Linked DNA regions of Mus musculus: all the other regions are linked to region 3. The links are chromatin contacts, called in public ChIA-PET, capture Hi-C and promoter capture Hi-C maps. All regions are on one chromosome and are shown on one strand. Each heading gives the region's core, a stretch centred on a gene start, on an enhancer-like site or on the middle of the called end of the contact. The rest is flanking DNA. Distances are from core to core; before and after follow the strand shown. Region 1 holds the start of E330017L17Rik (RIKEN cDNA E330017L17 gene). Region 2 holds the start of Fam229a (family with sequence similarity 229, member A). Region 3 holds the start of Tmem39b (transmembrane protein 39b). Region 4 holds the start of Marcksl1 (MARCKS-like 1). Region 5 holds the start of Hdac1 (histone deacetylase 1).

Region 1 (2,700 bases), core at 154-2,653, 210 kb after region 3:
AGGGTCAACTCTCCTACTCTCATGCCCTCGGGCTGGCTCACCTATCTCCATGCCACCAGGATCAGTTCTAGTGTGCTACCCAGGCAAGATGCAGGTCCTGCTCTCTTGAGTGCTGCAGCTGTTGAGGGGCGGGGCTGGCTCTCCTGCTCTACAGACCTCTGGCCAGCCTCTGGCTTAACATAGGCAGGTTTGAGGAAGGAAGGGCATCTCTCCTGTGACCACTCCACCTCTTGGCAGATGAGGGGTGGAGCTACCTCCCCACACACCCATGAGCCCCTCACTTGGTCCCCCTAACCCCATGGCCAGCTCTATTGTGCTACCCAGAGGAGGTGCAAGGCCTGCTCTTCTGATTGCCCCAGTGAGGGGCGGGACCAGGTCTGCACAACCCTTGGTCCCAGGCAGCAGCCCAGACTAGGGATCTCTGCATGGACTTTGGTGGTAATATGAGCTGTAAGCATGGACACAGACCTCTGCTGCTGCTCTCCTGGGGACACAGACATGGCCCTCAGTGTAATGTGGGCTAGAAGTTAGGTCCCCATGGCCTCAGGTAGCAGGGCAGGCTGCCGACATCAGGCAGTTCCTTTCTACTCTTTCTCTACCACATATTCGTACATTGAATGTTGTAGTGGCTCCTGTGGTGGGCGGTGTCTTTGCTGAGCTGCCTCATTGGCCCTTATTGTGGGGTTTTGAGACAGGGTCTCCAAATGTAGTTCAAGTCAGCCTTGAACTTGCAATCCTGCTTTAGTGGCCCAAGTGCTAGGATTCCAGGTGTGACTTTCTACTATGTTCCTTTAATATCAAGTTTTCATTTTTTTTATCTTTTGCTCATTTTTCTATTGGGTTGGGGATCTTTTCATTGATTAGGTGGGGCCTTTTCTGAATTGTAGAACTATTCAGCCAGGGTAGACTTTTACCCCGATCTACCCTCTTCTACCCAGGTTCAAGTTGCAGGGAGATACTCACTTCCATACTATGGCTTCTCCTGTGGATGTCAACAATCCTGCTCTCTGATAAATGAGTGGGGAGAGGGCCTGTGAGACTCCCCAGAAAAGCCTGAGCTGTGGGTGGGTGGGTGGGTATCACAACAGCTGAGCACCTCAGGCCCTGTCTCTGGAGGTCCACAGCAGATAGTGAAGAGCTGAGTGGCTACTGTTGCCCTCCAGCCAAGGTGGCCTGTTGCAGACACTTGAAGCTACAGAGAGGATCAGCCAGATGTGGGAAGTGGGTGGCCTGGATCCTAGCAGTTCCAGATGTTTGAGTGGGTGGGGCACCGGGGGAGGTAGGCGACCTGTAAGCACTGACTGCCCCACTTTGAAGTCCTGCAGCGACAATTTTCTCCTCCCACATCCCGTGACCTCTGCCAAGGTCACGGCTCAGTCCCACTTGCCTGCCCAGTGCCCGGCGCACTTCCTCAGGGGCACACAGCCCGGGTCTTCTCAAGTCATGTTCGATATCTAGTTAAGGGGTACATTTATCTCCAGTGTTCCCCGGGACCTTCCCTTTTGATTTTCAAGAACATTTTCTTCCCTCTGCCAGAGCAGTCCTTTCGAATCAAAGGCTCGGCTTTTCCAAAGCGTAGTTTCTGATGTGGGCTTCAGTGGACTGGCTGCGAAGTTCCTGAGACAATGAGAGGGGATGCTGGCTGTCTCTTTCTCTTTATCTTCTCGCAGTAAAGCTCCAGTTCTCCTTGAGGTAAAGTGGAGCCTCTGATTGACGCGAGGACGCGGGGAAAATGAAAGCCATATTATTATTATTTCAAGTTGTGTTCTTGCGGCGTTCCCGGATGTCTGTGGTACGTTTGTGTTCCTCGTGTGTTTGTCATCTTTTAACTTTATTCACAGAGTCTTCTGTCACTTGCAAGTTAACTGTTTTTAGTCAAATTTAGATGTTTTTCTTATTTTTCTTCTAGTGCTGTTCTGGGGTTTGCTTTTTACATTTAGTTCTTACAATCAAAGGGACTTTATTCGTACGGGTGTTGAGTGCGCCCGAGGTGGAATTCAAATTTTGTACTTTTTCTAATTGTATTTATTAAATAAATTCTTCATCCAGGGGTCAGAATCCTTCACTTCTGGTACATAGATGGATAGATAGAATTCATCTGGTTTTATAAGATATTTTTACTTATGGTTTGATCAGTCCCTCATTTTTCCATGTGTGTGCACGCGCGTGTGTGTGTGTGTGTGTGTGTGTGTGTGTGTGTGTTTGGAGGCCAGAGGAGGAGGTCAGATGTCCTCTATAACTCTCTGCCTTGTTTCACTTTTTTAAAAAAGATTTATTTATTTACTTATTTATTATATAAGTACACTGTGGCTGTCTTCAGACACTCCAGAAGAGGGCATCAGATCTCATTATGGGTGGTTGTAAGCCACCATGTGGTTGCTGGGATTTGAACTCAGGACCTCTGGAAGTGCTCTTAACCGCTGAGCCATCTCTCCAGCCCCTTGTTTCACTTTTTAAATTTTTTTTTTTTAAATTAAATTCTAGCAAGGCTAGCTAGCCACTTCCAGCTATCCTCCTGTCTCTGACACTTGCAGCCACTGGGGTTATAGGCACATGTGGCCAATCCTACTTCTTTGTGTATGTGTTTGAGATTCAGACTCTTATCTTCAGACCTGTATAGTGAGCGCTCTCACCTACTGGGCCATCTCTCCATCCCTGACTTCCCTCATTTTCACTAGGAAAAAAACAATGTTTTTTGAG
Region 2 (2,700 bases), core at 34-2,533, 210 kb before region 3:
ATCCTTGGAACCTCCTCCCAGCAGCCTGTGAGACCACAGATGAGGGATTTGGGAAGTTCAAAGCTATTGCATCTCACTATTCTTTCCAGGGATCTATTGTCCTGTCCCTCTTCCACCTGCAGGGTACCAGTTCCTGCTGTCTTCTGGCCAACGCCTCTTGGGACAGGAAAAACTGAGGACCTTTTGTTTTGTTTTGTTTTGTTTTTTATTTTGTTTTCTGAGACAGGGTTTCTCTGGATAGCCCTGGCTGTCCTGGAACTCACTTTGTAGACCAGGCTGGCCTCGAACTCAGAAATCCACCTGCCTCTGCCTCTCCTGAGTGCTGGGATTAAAGGCGCATGCCACCACGCCCGGTTTAGGACCCTTTCTTTTTCTTGTGCTACGATTGTGGCTCTGGAAAGGTGTGAGGATCCTGGTTTCCCTACATCCTTCTATTTAGGGCAGGAATCTGACTTGCTTTCTGCCATCCTGACTCAAAGGGAGGAAGAGATGCTCTGAGGAAAGGGCCTACCCGTGTTGGCTAGCCCACCCTTCCTCCCAAGGACCCCAGCTCACCTTCTGGCCCTCCCATCTTGTCTATAATTTTAATTGCCACTTTTCTTTGATGTTTTTTGGAAAATGCTTCTTTGACTTTTGAGTAGGTCCCTTCCCCAATGGTCTTGCCCAGCTGATACCCATTGGAGAGTAGAAAGTCCTCCATGCTGTGTAGCGCCTCCTTCTTGTCACCCTCTCAGCTCATGCTGCCTCTGCGAGGCAGCTCTACTCCACCATCGCCCTCGGCCTGCTTCTTTTCCCCCCAAGGACTTCATTCACAGCTGCCTCCAGGGCTAGAACATTCTCCGTCTGGACACAGCCACAGGTGGTGGGGAGGGAGAGGACCAGACATTTTTAAACTCCTGCCCAATTGTGATGTAAATGCTGTGTGACCCTCAGACAACATGGGCAGTGTCCCTACTTTCCCTCGCCACCACCAGCAAATCCAGCATGGGTTAAGTCAGTCTTGAGCAAGGCGCAGAGTGGTAGCGATGCTGGGGAACGGGCCTGGGTGGCCGCGTAGGTCAGGGAGGCGGGCCTTCTCCATGTGGGCTCCGCTTCCAGGCAGGTCGCCCTCACCTCCGAAGTCCCCATCCAGCTGTTGGGAAAGAGTGCAAACTGGTCACCAAGGTGCGATCTCCAGAGCCCTCTGGCCTCAGGCCCGGGCCCTCACTAAATGCCGGAACGCTCTGGGACTGCCTAAGAATTCCAGCGAGGAACAGGCTGTGTGAGGTCAGCACGCAGAGATCGGGGTCACAATGCAGTCCTCCCCTTCGACGCTGGGGCCCGGGCGCGCAGCAGACACCTGCCAGGCTCCGCCTGGACCGGAGCGTCCTCCCGTGGCCAGGGCTCGGGCAGTTGCTTCCAGCCTGGGACCGGCCTCGGCCTCTGGCAGGTAAGCCACGACACAGGAGACGGGCACGGGCAGGGAGCATCTAGGGGCCCGGAGCTGCCTGACCGCCACTCCTATACAGAGTGCCCCGGGGCCTGGACATGAGTGCCCAGGAGACCCCACAGGGTCGAAGATTCCCCATTGAGGCCGGAGACTCCCCTGGCCTTGCCTCCGCCCCCGAGTCCCAGGATAGCCCGGAGCCTGTAGCTACGGATCAAAACCCTGTCAGGTGAGTCCGTCGTCCCACCCCTCGGCCCTGCCCCATCGCCATCCCCAGGGCCCTACCCCCAAAGATCCCAGGCGCATCCCCTGGCGCGCCCCAACACTTTGCGCCCCCTGTCGCCTGCCGCTTTCGCCAGGCCGCTCCGACGCTGCCCGGGCTGCCACTGTCTGACGCTGCTGCACGTGCCCATCGACGTCTACCTGGCCATGGGCGGGAGCCCCCGGGCCCGTGCTACCTGAGTGCGCCTGCGCACGGCAGCTCTGCAGGAGCCGGGACGGACGAGGCCAGCCGCGGGCCACCACGCTGAGGTCGCACGCGCCGAGCACGAGACAATGATGCACATTTTAAAATAAAAGAATGATGCACATTTTAATAAAGCACAGCATAAACTGTTCTTTCCATTCCGGGCTGGCCGTGTATGTGTATCCGTCGGATCGGGCCCACCGACTTCTCGGACCCAGCCAGTATCACTCTTGGGCTACCTCCACTCTTAGACCAGACTTCCACCCGCCTCCACTTCCCTGCCCACCTCCCACTTAGGGGGTCGTCACCCTCTTCCAGGCGTTTTTTTCTTGGTGGTTACTTTCCCTTCACCCAGCTGTCAGTCTCCTCTTCCTTGTCTTGGCTTTGCCAATGAAATCTTCATTCTCTGCGGGACACTGGCAGCTTAGAGCAGCTTGGGACAGAAGCAAGAAAGGGAAAGATGAGCAGCCGATGTAGAAAATAAATAAATAAATAAATAAAAGACTGATGGGCTGGTGAGATGGCTCAGTGGGTAAGAGTACCCGACTGCTCTTCCAAAGGTCCGGAGTTCAAATCCTAGCAACCACATGGTGGCTCACAACCATCCGTAATGAGATCTGATGCTCTCTTCTGGTGTGTCAGAAGACAGCTACAGTGTACTTACATATAATAAATAAATTAAATAAATAAATAAATAAATAAATAAAAGACTGACCACTGCAACACCATGTAACTCTCCCAAGCTAGAATTAGATTTGACTCCCTGCTGTTCTTTGGCCTGCTGCAGGGGTCAGGCCATCTGACCCCA
Region 3 (2,700 bases), core at 150-2,649:
TGCCTCCTGAGTGCTGGGATTAAAGAAGTGCGCCACCACGCCAGGCGTGAATTCACATTTTAAGCGACTAAGTAGCACAGAATAGCCTCAAACTCACAACCCACCTGCCTCAGTCTCCCAAATGCTAGGATGACAGGATGACAGGCATGTGCTACCAGACTGTTATTTTTACTGCCAGTTCCCTTAATCCGGTTCACTGGACCAGTTTGGTAAGATTTTCAGAGCCTGAGTCCTGAGCTGCTCAGCGCTGGTATTTGCTGGATTTTATCTGGATCTGAGTCTCCAGACGCTACAATCTGGTCAGGTTTGAGACAAGTTTTCCCTCCAGGGCCCTGAGATCTAACTCAATGACCCACGGCCTGGCCTTAACGTCAGAATGGCCTTAGAAAGAGCGCTGTGGTTGGGAATCTCAAACTTAAGATTTTACAAAACTATATTCCCTAAGCTTAGTAGTCTAGCCTAAGATCCTAGGCAGCATCCTGCACTTAGCTCCCAAACCCTTAATCGAAGTTATAACTTCCTCAACTTCCTCACAGCAACACAGTAGCCTCCATTCATACACACGGTGCCCAAGCTTTCCTATCTCTGAAGGTTTTCTGACAGCTCTTCACAATATGCATGTCCAGAAAGCTGACTTCAAGCCCCAAACCGGAAGCTTTGTTCACACGCTGTTATATTTGGTTTGGTTTAGAACCCCCCCCCCCAACACACACCCTCAGCCCAGGAACTCTGCCCACACCCACTATCTTTTAGAAGCTCGGCACCCACATAAAGCCCCTAGCCCAGAAACCCCGCCCACACACAACTGTCAACCCCAAGACCCCGCCCACAAGCCGGGCAATGCTCTCTAGGACTGGAAGCTTGAATCGGAATGGACTCCCTTGGTGGGCTAGGTGTCCCTGCGGCCCCACCGCTCTCAGTGTAAACCCCTATAGTCCAGAAAATTCTCTCCCCCACCGGCAATCACAAAAGGCGAACCCTAAGCTCTCAGCCCCTCCCACCAGAGTGCCCGGCCCCCATCTGCAGACAGGAGAATTGTGTGCCCCAAAGAAAGCCTGAGCCCCTCCGAGCCCCTCTCCCTTTTGGAAGCTCCGCCTACCAAGCGGTGACCCGCCCCCTCAGGACCGGAGGGGCGGGGTCCCGCCTGCGCCGCGTCCCTTCCCCTCCCCCTCCCCCTGCCCGCGACTCCGGTCCGCGTGGGGAGGCAGTTCGCAGCCAGGCTCCCCGCTATCCCGCGACCCCCGAACGAGCCCAGCCAGCTCTGCTCACCCATCTCCTTCCCCCGGCGCTCTCCGCTCACCGCCGCAGCTCCTGCGGGCAATATGTCGGAGGCGACGGCGGCCGAGAGAGGACTAACCGCCGCAGCCCGGGCCGGGTATCAGCCGCACGCTCCCTCCGGCTGCTCAATTTGCATGCTAGGCGGGCTGGGAGTCGGGAGCGCGCTTCTTAAAGGGGCCGTTTGGACAAAAGCTGTGCTAACGCTCTTTGTCTTGCCTTTCCCCACGCCTTTCCCGCAGCTGCTGCTCAAGAGATTCTGGAGCGGGCGAACCCACCTCCCGTGTTTCTTCACCCTGTTCTGACTTAGAGGAGGACACCAGAGCGGCCTTTTGCCTCTAGTGAAGTCCTGTTTTTGTACAACACAGTCACCTCATACTCAGCGAGTCCCAAACTGGGCTTTCAGAACTCTTAGGCTTTAGTGTGCTTTGGCCCACCCCAGTCAAAATCTACGAGTCACTTCCCCTTTCCTCCAAAACTCTATATCCAATTTTTGGCCTCATCTTGATGACCCTAAACTCTATCCATTTCTCATGTTTGATTCTCATGTTCTCCACTGTTGATTTCACTGCCACCACCTTAGCTAAGAACCTGTGCCTGCCATTTTCAAATTTCGAAATAGTGTTAATGGGTATTAATAATAACCGCCTATTAGGGTTCTTAACATTTTAGAATTTGGTGTGCCGGAGAGAGGGAGGGATGCGCAGAGCAGTGGACTTGGGAAGACAACTGGTAGTAGTACTGGTTCTTCTACCATGTAGCCTAACACGTAGGCTATCGGGCTTGGCTACAAGAACCTTTACTTGCTGAGATATCTCGCCAGCCCTTTGATTTTGGTTTTTAAGACAGAGCCTCTGGTAGCCTGGGCTGTCCTTGAATTTGCTATGGATTAGAGGATGTCCTTGAATTTCTGATCCTGCTTCATAGTGTCGGAATTATTACTCTCACTATGACAGATTTATTCAGGGATGGAAATCAAACCTAATGCAAGCACAAATTATCTTGTAGGCATGGAAGATTAAATGAGACAATCCATGTAGTACCTGTTTTAATCAGTGTTAGCCATCATGTTTGGCAAACACTTAACAGAGGAAGCAAGTAGCTACTGTTATTGTTAGTGTAATTTCTTCCCTTGCAAGACTAATAAGCAGTCTATGGGGGTGAGGGTAGGAGATTAAAATTAGGGCCTCATACAGGCTAGGCAAGTGTTCTATCATTCAGTTATATTCTCAGCCTCATAAGCAATCTTTATATTATTGTTAAGTTTTTTTTTAATTTTATGTGAGTACACTGTAGCTGTAAAGATGGTTGTGAGCCTTCAAGTGGTTGTTGGGAATTGAATTTTTAGGACCTGTGCTCGCACCAGTCAACCCCCCTCACTGGGGCCCAAAGATTTATTATTATATATAAGTACACTGTAGCTGA
Region 4 (2,700 bases), core at 189-2,688, 180 kb before region 3:
TTTTTTTTTTTTCACCCTATGCTGCTACCGGTAGCTGCTGTTTTCTTGGGACACGTCACTTTCCTCTTCTGAGCTGGGGGTGAAATGAGAAGACAGTCCTGTAGCATCAGAGTCAGGGTGGGAATGGGCACAGGAGTAAACACAGAATGTGGACACCACCTCATCCCGCTATGGTCACATCTGTGTGCAGTTCCCTGATTTCTCAGGCCCTGGGGTTGTTTGCACCTTACAGCTTCTGGTCTCCCAGGAGGCCTCTCCTAGGACAGAGGGACATATTGGTTGAGCTGTTCAGGACATCAGCCTTTCTTTCACAACCTTCGGCTTCCTCTAGCCTGAAGCCTTTCCTATTGGGGGACAAGAGGAAGTAGCTGTACACATCGGAAAACATATATAGGCTCAGCCAAGGACTCTGGGATTCTAACTGGCCTACCTGGTCCAAAGAAGGAAACAGAGAAGGACCAGGTCTTCAAACAGGGTAGGTTTGGGGGTTTATCCCTAATAGTGTGCCACAGTTGTGGAAGAAATCCAAACGATTCCTGTCACATTCAGGAAGGGGTATTTGGAGTCTGTTGAGCCTCCCTGGCTTTATGGTACCTACCTATATGTGGAAGTCTCAGTGTATGGTCACAGACTCGAGGGGAGGGAAGCCAGGCCTAAGTCAGGTATACTTAAACATCTCTGCGCCCCAGGCTCTTTGCTTACAAAGGGGGATGAAGATGCAATGCCTTCTGGTCAAAGACACACACACACAAACACACACACACACACACACACACACACACACACACACACACACGCACACACACACACACGGCAGTGGGGAGACAGAGAGAGACAGAGACAGAGACCTGGTGATGGATTTAGGTTGTGAGGAGTAAGAGCTGCCACCAACAGACTGAGAAAACCGACTTGTTGGATCTCCATTTTGACCTGAGTTAGGTCAGCCCCCCAGGGTGGCCGCACAGCACATAGACTGACAGGGACGTGGGTGGGACTTGAATTCTGGCCTGAGGGGGCGCCGAACTCAGGGTATGTGTGTGTGTGTGGGTGTGTGTTTGTGTCCGGGCGCGTGAGTTTTGGACAAATTTCTAGAGTGTAACTCAGCACCAGCCGTCTGACGAGTCTGGACATGTGAGCCCTTCCAAGAGTTCAAGGAGCCAGTGTAGAACCAGGGACTGGGGGCCTCTCCACTGTGAAGTATGAGTTAGGCTGAAAGTGGGCTGGGGATGACTGAGTGCTTCTTCATCGACGGCCTCCTCCCAGTCCATCTCCCGGACCGACCGGGAACCTCTCTCATTTCCACACTGAACCCTACTTGCCCCTGGTCGTCCCAAGTGATGGGGGAACCAGACAGCTTGGCACTGCCCACTGCACGAGAGGAACCCGGGCCCGACCCCGCCTCCACCCCGGATTGGGTGCTCATTTAAATGTCCGGCCCCGCCCCGAGCCTCGGGCGCGTACATATAGGCGGCTCGGCGGGCGGCGGGCGGCATTCTGGCGCGGAGCGCAGCAGCAGTGGGCGCAGCTAGCGGGTCGGCTGCGGAGCGGGGGTGCAGTGCGCTTTGCCCCCCGTACCCCTCCCCCTCGGACGCAGCCCCACCCCTCTGCCCGCCGGGCCGTCCCAGCCGAACTATCCCCTGCGGCGCCAGCGCGGGGCGGCTCCGGGCGCCCCCAGCAGACCCCCATCATGGGCAGCCAGAGCTCTAAGGCTCCCCGGGGCGACGTGACCGCCGAGGAGGCAGCGGGCGCTTCCCCCGCGAAGGCCAACGGACAGGTGAGTGCGCTCGGAGCGGCGGATCCCGGCCCCCAGCCCGCCGGCCTCGCCCCCTCTGGGGCCCAGGGCCGGGGCCGCGCGCTTTGTCCGGCCCGGGACACGCGGCGCCCCCTCCCCCGCCCGGTCCCTTTGTTCTCGGCGCCGCAGCCCCCGCGGGCGAACGAGGGGAGGGGCGGGAGGGGGCGCCGGCCGGGCTCGTCGCCTTCTTTGTTCGCGCCCGGCCCGCGGGCGCTGCCCCCAGGCCGCCCCGAAGGCCGCGCGGGAACAAAGGCGCTGCTAGGCCGCACCAAGGGGGCGTCTAGGGCCGTGGGGATGGTACTCGGCGCCCAGGGCGCCCCATCTGGAGCCCCGATCCCGGCAGCCCGCGGTGGCTTTTGAAGCGGTGGGGAGCAGAGATGCGGGGAGACTCTGGGGTGGGTGGGGGCTGATCACACAAAGCGCAAGCCTGGGAAAATAGGCCGTCCAGGTGCGGGGAGGCAGCGCCCCAGGGCTGCTTCCCGCCCAGTAGTGCTGGGCAAGGCTGGCCCGCCGGCGAAGGATCCAGGCCCGGTGAGGTTCCGCGCGGAAAATAGAGAGCGCGCCCCGCGGGAGGGGGGTGGGGGCCCGAACCCCAGCGCCTCCTGCTGGCTGCGCTCGTCCCTGCGCGCCTGTGAGGGGTGAGGGTGATGTTGGATGGGAGTGAGGCCAAAGCCAGACTTGGTTGCCTTTGGATGTCGGCGGTGGCCTGCGAGGGGCCAGAAGCGGGCTGGGGGAGGGGAAGAAGGGCCCGGGCCCTCACTGCTGTCCCCTCTGCCCCGCAGGAGAATGGCCACGTGAGAAGCAATGGAGACTTAACCCCCAAGGGTGAAGGGGAGTCACCACCCGTGAACGGAACAGATGAGGCAGCTGGGGCTACTGGTGATGCCATCGAGCCAGCGCCCCCTAGC
Region 5 (2,700 bases), core at 111-2,610, 150 kb before region 3:
AACCTTCTTAGTCCACTTCTTCAGAATTAAAACAGGCCAGGGTTGTGGCACATGCCTTTAATCCTAGCACTCGGGAGGGGGGTAGGATAAATCTCTTCCAGTAGGAAGCAAACCTGGTCTACAAAGTGAGTTCCAGGCTAGCCAGGGTTACACAGAGGCCATTTCCAAAAAAAAAAAAAAAGTATCAACATAGCTCTTCACCCTCTACAACTGGAGTTATAACACCCTTTTCTAATCCAGCTAAAATTACTATCTGAATTATTTTATACCGACAATTACCAAAAAATATCTGTCTTCTAAATTTCAGATCTAAACAGCCAACCGCCTACTGGCTGGCTGGCTAGATGTCCCCTGAACAACTCAACTGCTATTCCCAAAACACAAATGCTGGACCAAGTGGTGTAAGCCTGGAGTCAAGAGTAAGAAGAAGGGGCTTAATCCAAGACCAGCTGAGTTACACTGTGAGACCCTTTCTCAGATAAAGGTGCTGTCCCCTCCCCCTGCTGTTGGCTCCACTTGCCAGGGCCTGGCTTGTAACTCCAGTTCTTGGGTCCTAAGCACTGACACACAACCTGCTCCTCTCAGGTTGGGCTGAGGCTCCTGCTGTGTTCTCCTCCACCCCACATTCCCTTGTCCCAGCGCTAACACCGAAAGATACCTGTGACATTGTCTAGCTCCCCCTTCAGACGGGAACTCAACACAGGAAATGTGCCTCGATGAGCCCTCCAGCCCCAACAGAAACACAACCCAGGACAGAGTAAGATGCTCGCGCTGGCTCAATGAAAAGTCGTTTTAACAAGTTTCATGCACCTCTCTTCTTGCATCCCCGGGGAGCCCCATTTCCCAACTAGCAACTGCAGGCCCTACTCATAGACTTGGGGGATGGAGTGGGGGAGGGGATGAGTGGCCAGTCCTGCAGAACTCACCAAAAGAAAGAAAGAAAAAGAGAGAGAGTGAATGGGGACAGTGAAAAACCTTTGTATTCTCAGCAGGGGAAGATATCCAGGCAAACCGTCTCCATCATATTCCGATCCCCGCCGCCACTTAGGCTTCCCTCCAGGAATCCCACTCCAACTTCAGGTCGGATTCCCCGAGAATCTCCGCCACCGGGATTACCGCAGACTACCCCTTCCACGACCCCCACCTCATCTCCGGCCTCAGCCTCGACTTCCTCTCTCCAACCTCCTCCTTCAGCCTCGACTTTCCCTCAGCCTCCCCGGGGCTTCAGCCTCCTCCCAGCCTCCTCCCCCAGCCTTTCCCCAACGCCCGGCCCGCGCCGCCCACCCGCAGCTCACCGTCGTAGTAGTAACAGACTTTCCTCTTGGTGCCCTGAGTCTGCGCCATCTTGCTCGCCGCCCGGCCCTCCCGTCAGTCTGTCCGCCCGCCCGCCCGCGGCTCCTTACGGCGTCCGACCAGGGGGAGGGGCCGGCCTCGAAGCCCCGCCCACCCCCGGGATCACCTATAGCCGCACAGCCCGGGCCTCACTCTAACCAATCGGCATGCGCGGGGTCGGGCCCGGAACTCGGCGGGGGGCAAGGGCAGCTTAGAGAAGCCACCGCGGGCCCCCTGGGCCTGTACCAAAGTCCGGCGCGGAGGGGTGGGGGAGACCGGGGGCCGTACCATCGAGTCCCGGGAGAGGGAGTCGGCTCCGTAAACTCTGCAGCCCGCTTCACAGTTGGGAGCGTGTGCAAAGATCAGAGGCCAACTTTCTCGTTTTACCGAGAATACGCCGAGGCTTCCCGGGGAAAGATGCTTGCGCAAGGTCACGCAGCTAAAAGACTAGGTTTGGTCTGGATTAGAACTGGAGAGAGAAATGAATGGCAAGGAACAGAAAGAAAATATCCAGAGGCCTACTGTAGTGGGGCAAGACCTTTATGTGCTCATAAGTTCTGACGGACTTTTCTTTTTTAATGTCAAAGCTCGTTTTCAGTTGGGCGTGGTTGCTATGTCTTTGATCCCAGCACTCAGGAGGCAGAGTCAGGAAGATCTCTGTAATCTGAGGCCAACTTGCTCTCCGTAGTGAAAGCATGTCTCAAAAAATAACAAAACAATTTTACAGGTAAAGCTGAAGAGCTTATTCAGTGTTACAAATTAAATTCCGTCTCCAATTGTACATATTTTTTTTAAAAAAAGACAAAATCCAATATGCCCGAGCACTGTGACAAAGTAACAGAACTTGGTGTTTAGTTTTTAATTTACTGGAGGGAGTGTTGGAGGGAGTGTTCCTATGTAATGGCTCTGGGTGGGGGCGGGGCGATCCATCCAGAAAATTTGGGTCAGGCATGGTGGCAGCAACCATCTCACCTACCCAGAACTTAATTTTTCTAAACTGAAAGCCTAAGTTGTTGTTTGGGGGGGACGTGGGGGTGGGGGGGCGGGGTTGTTTCTTCGTTTGTTTTTGCTTTTTTGTTTGTTTGTTTGTTTTTCAAGATAGGGTTTCTCTGTATAGCCCTGGCTGTCCTGGAACTCACTTTGTAGACCAGGCTGGGCTCGAACTCAGACATCTGCCTGCCTCTGCCTCCGGAGTGCTGTGATTAAAGGCATGCCCCACCACACCTGCCTTTTTTTTTTTTAAAGATTTATTTATTTATTTATTTATTTATTAAGTACACTGTAGCTGCCTTCAGACACACACCAGACCAGAAGGGCGTCAGATCTCCTTATTTCAACTGAGTCTTCGACTCAGAAATCTGCCTGCCT

What was found. ChIA-PET counts read pairs in DNA pulled down with a chosen protein or histone mark. Capture Hi-C pulls out chosen DNA fragments and counts their contacts.
Region 1: a contact with region 3 is called in a capture Hi-C map of macrophages, with 2.9 times the contacts expected there. The contact joins the promoter of E330017L17Rik here to the promoter of Tmem39b in region 3. A contact is called at or near these places in 14 of 39 promoter capture datasets (the C10 cell line, the HPC-7 cell line, cranial neural crest and 10 more), 2 of 484 Hi-C or Micro-C datasets (bone marrow-derived macrophages and cerebral cortex), 3 of 115 datasets of contacts at active chromatin or transcription factors (effector CD8 T cells and microglia) and 3 of 9 other capture datasets (adipose tissue, liver and macrophages).
Region 2: a contact with region 3 is called in a promoter capture Hi-C map of adipose tissue. The contact joins the promoter of Fam229a here to the promoter of Tmem39b in region 3. A contact is called at or near these places in 1 of 39 promoter capture datasets (neural stem cells) and 2 of 9 other capture datasets (adipose tissue and pancreatic islet).
Region 4: a contact with region 3 is called in a promoter capture Hi-C map of adipose tissue. The contact joins the promoter of Marcksl1 here to the promoter of Tmem39b in region 3. A contact is called at or near these places in 1 of 39 promoter capture datasets (liver), 1 of 115 datasets of contacts at active chromatin or transcription factors (pancreatic cancer cells) and 2 of 9 other capture datasets (adipose tissue and liver).
Region 5: a contact with region 3 is called in an RNA polymerase II ChIA-PET map of memory CD8 T cells, with 95 read pairs. The contact joins the promoter of Hdac1 here to the promoter of Tmem39b in region 3. A contact is called at or near these places in 4 of 39 promoter capture datasets (the C10 cell line, embryonic stem cells, macrophages and 1 more), 2 of 484 Hi-C or Micro-C datasets (LSK cells and forebrain), 2 of 115 datasets of contacts at active chromatin or transcription factors (embryonic stem cells and memory CD8 T cells) and 3 of 9 other capture datasets (adipose tissue, liver and pancreatic islet).

The regions. Positions count from the first base shown.
Region 1 is chr4:129,904,823-129,907,522 of GRCm38.p6, forward strand. E330017L17Rik (RIKEN cDNA E330017L17 gene) reads left to right here and starts at 1,404. Exons shown (of 3, transcript NR_045190.2): 1 at 1,404-1,792.
Region 2 is chr4:129,489,907-129,492,606 of GRCm38.p6, forward strand. It overlaps Fam229a (family with sequence similarity 229, member A), which reads left to right and starts at 1,284. Exons shown (of 3, transcript NM_001085491.2): 1 at 1,284-1,429; 2 at 1,509-1,655; 3 at 1,786-2,050. The coding sequence starts at 1,293. The coding sequence ends at 1,888. Tssk3 (testis-specific serine kinase 3) reads right to left here and starts at 864. Exons shown (of 2, transcript NM_080442.2): 1 at 556-864. The coding sequence starts at 700.
Region 3 is chr4:129,695,446-129,698,145 of GRCm38.p6, forward strand. Tmem39b (transmembrane protein 39b) reads right to left here and starts at 1,400. Exons shown (of 9, transcript NM_199305.2): 1 at 1,270-1,400. The coding sequence starts at 1,273.
Region 4 is chr4:129,512,143-129,514,842 of GRCm38.p6, forward strand. It overlaps Marcksl1 (MARCKS-like 1), which reads left to right and starts at 1,439. Exons shown (of 2, transcript NM_010807.4): 1 at 1,439-1,774; 2 at 2,575-2,700. The coding sequence starts at 1,688.
Region 5 is chr4:129,541,286-129,543,985 of GRCm38.p6, forward strand. Hdac1 (histone deacetylase 1) reads right to left here and starts at 1,361. Exons shown (of 14, transcript NM_008228.2): 1 at 1,296-1,361. The coding sequence starts at 1,344.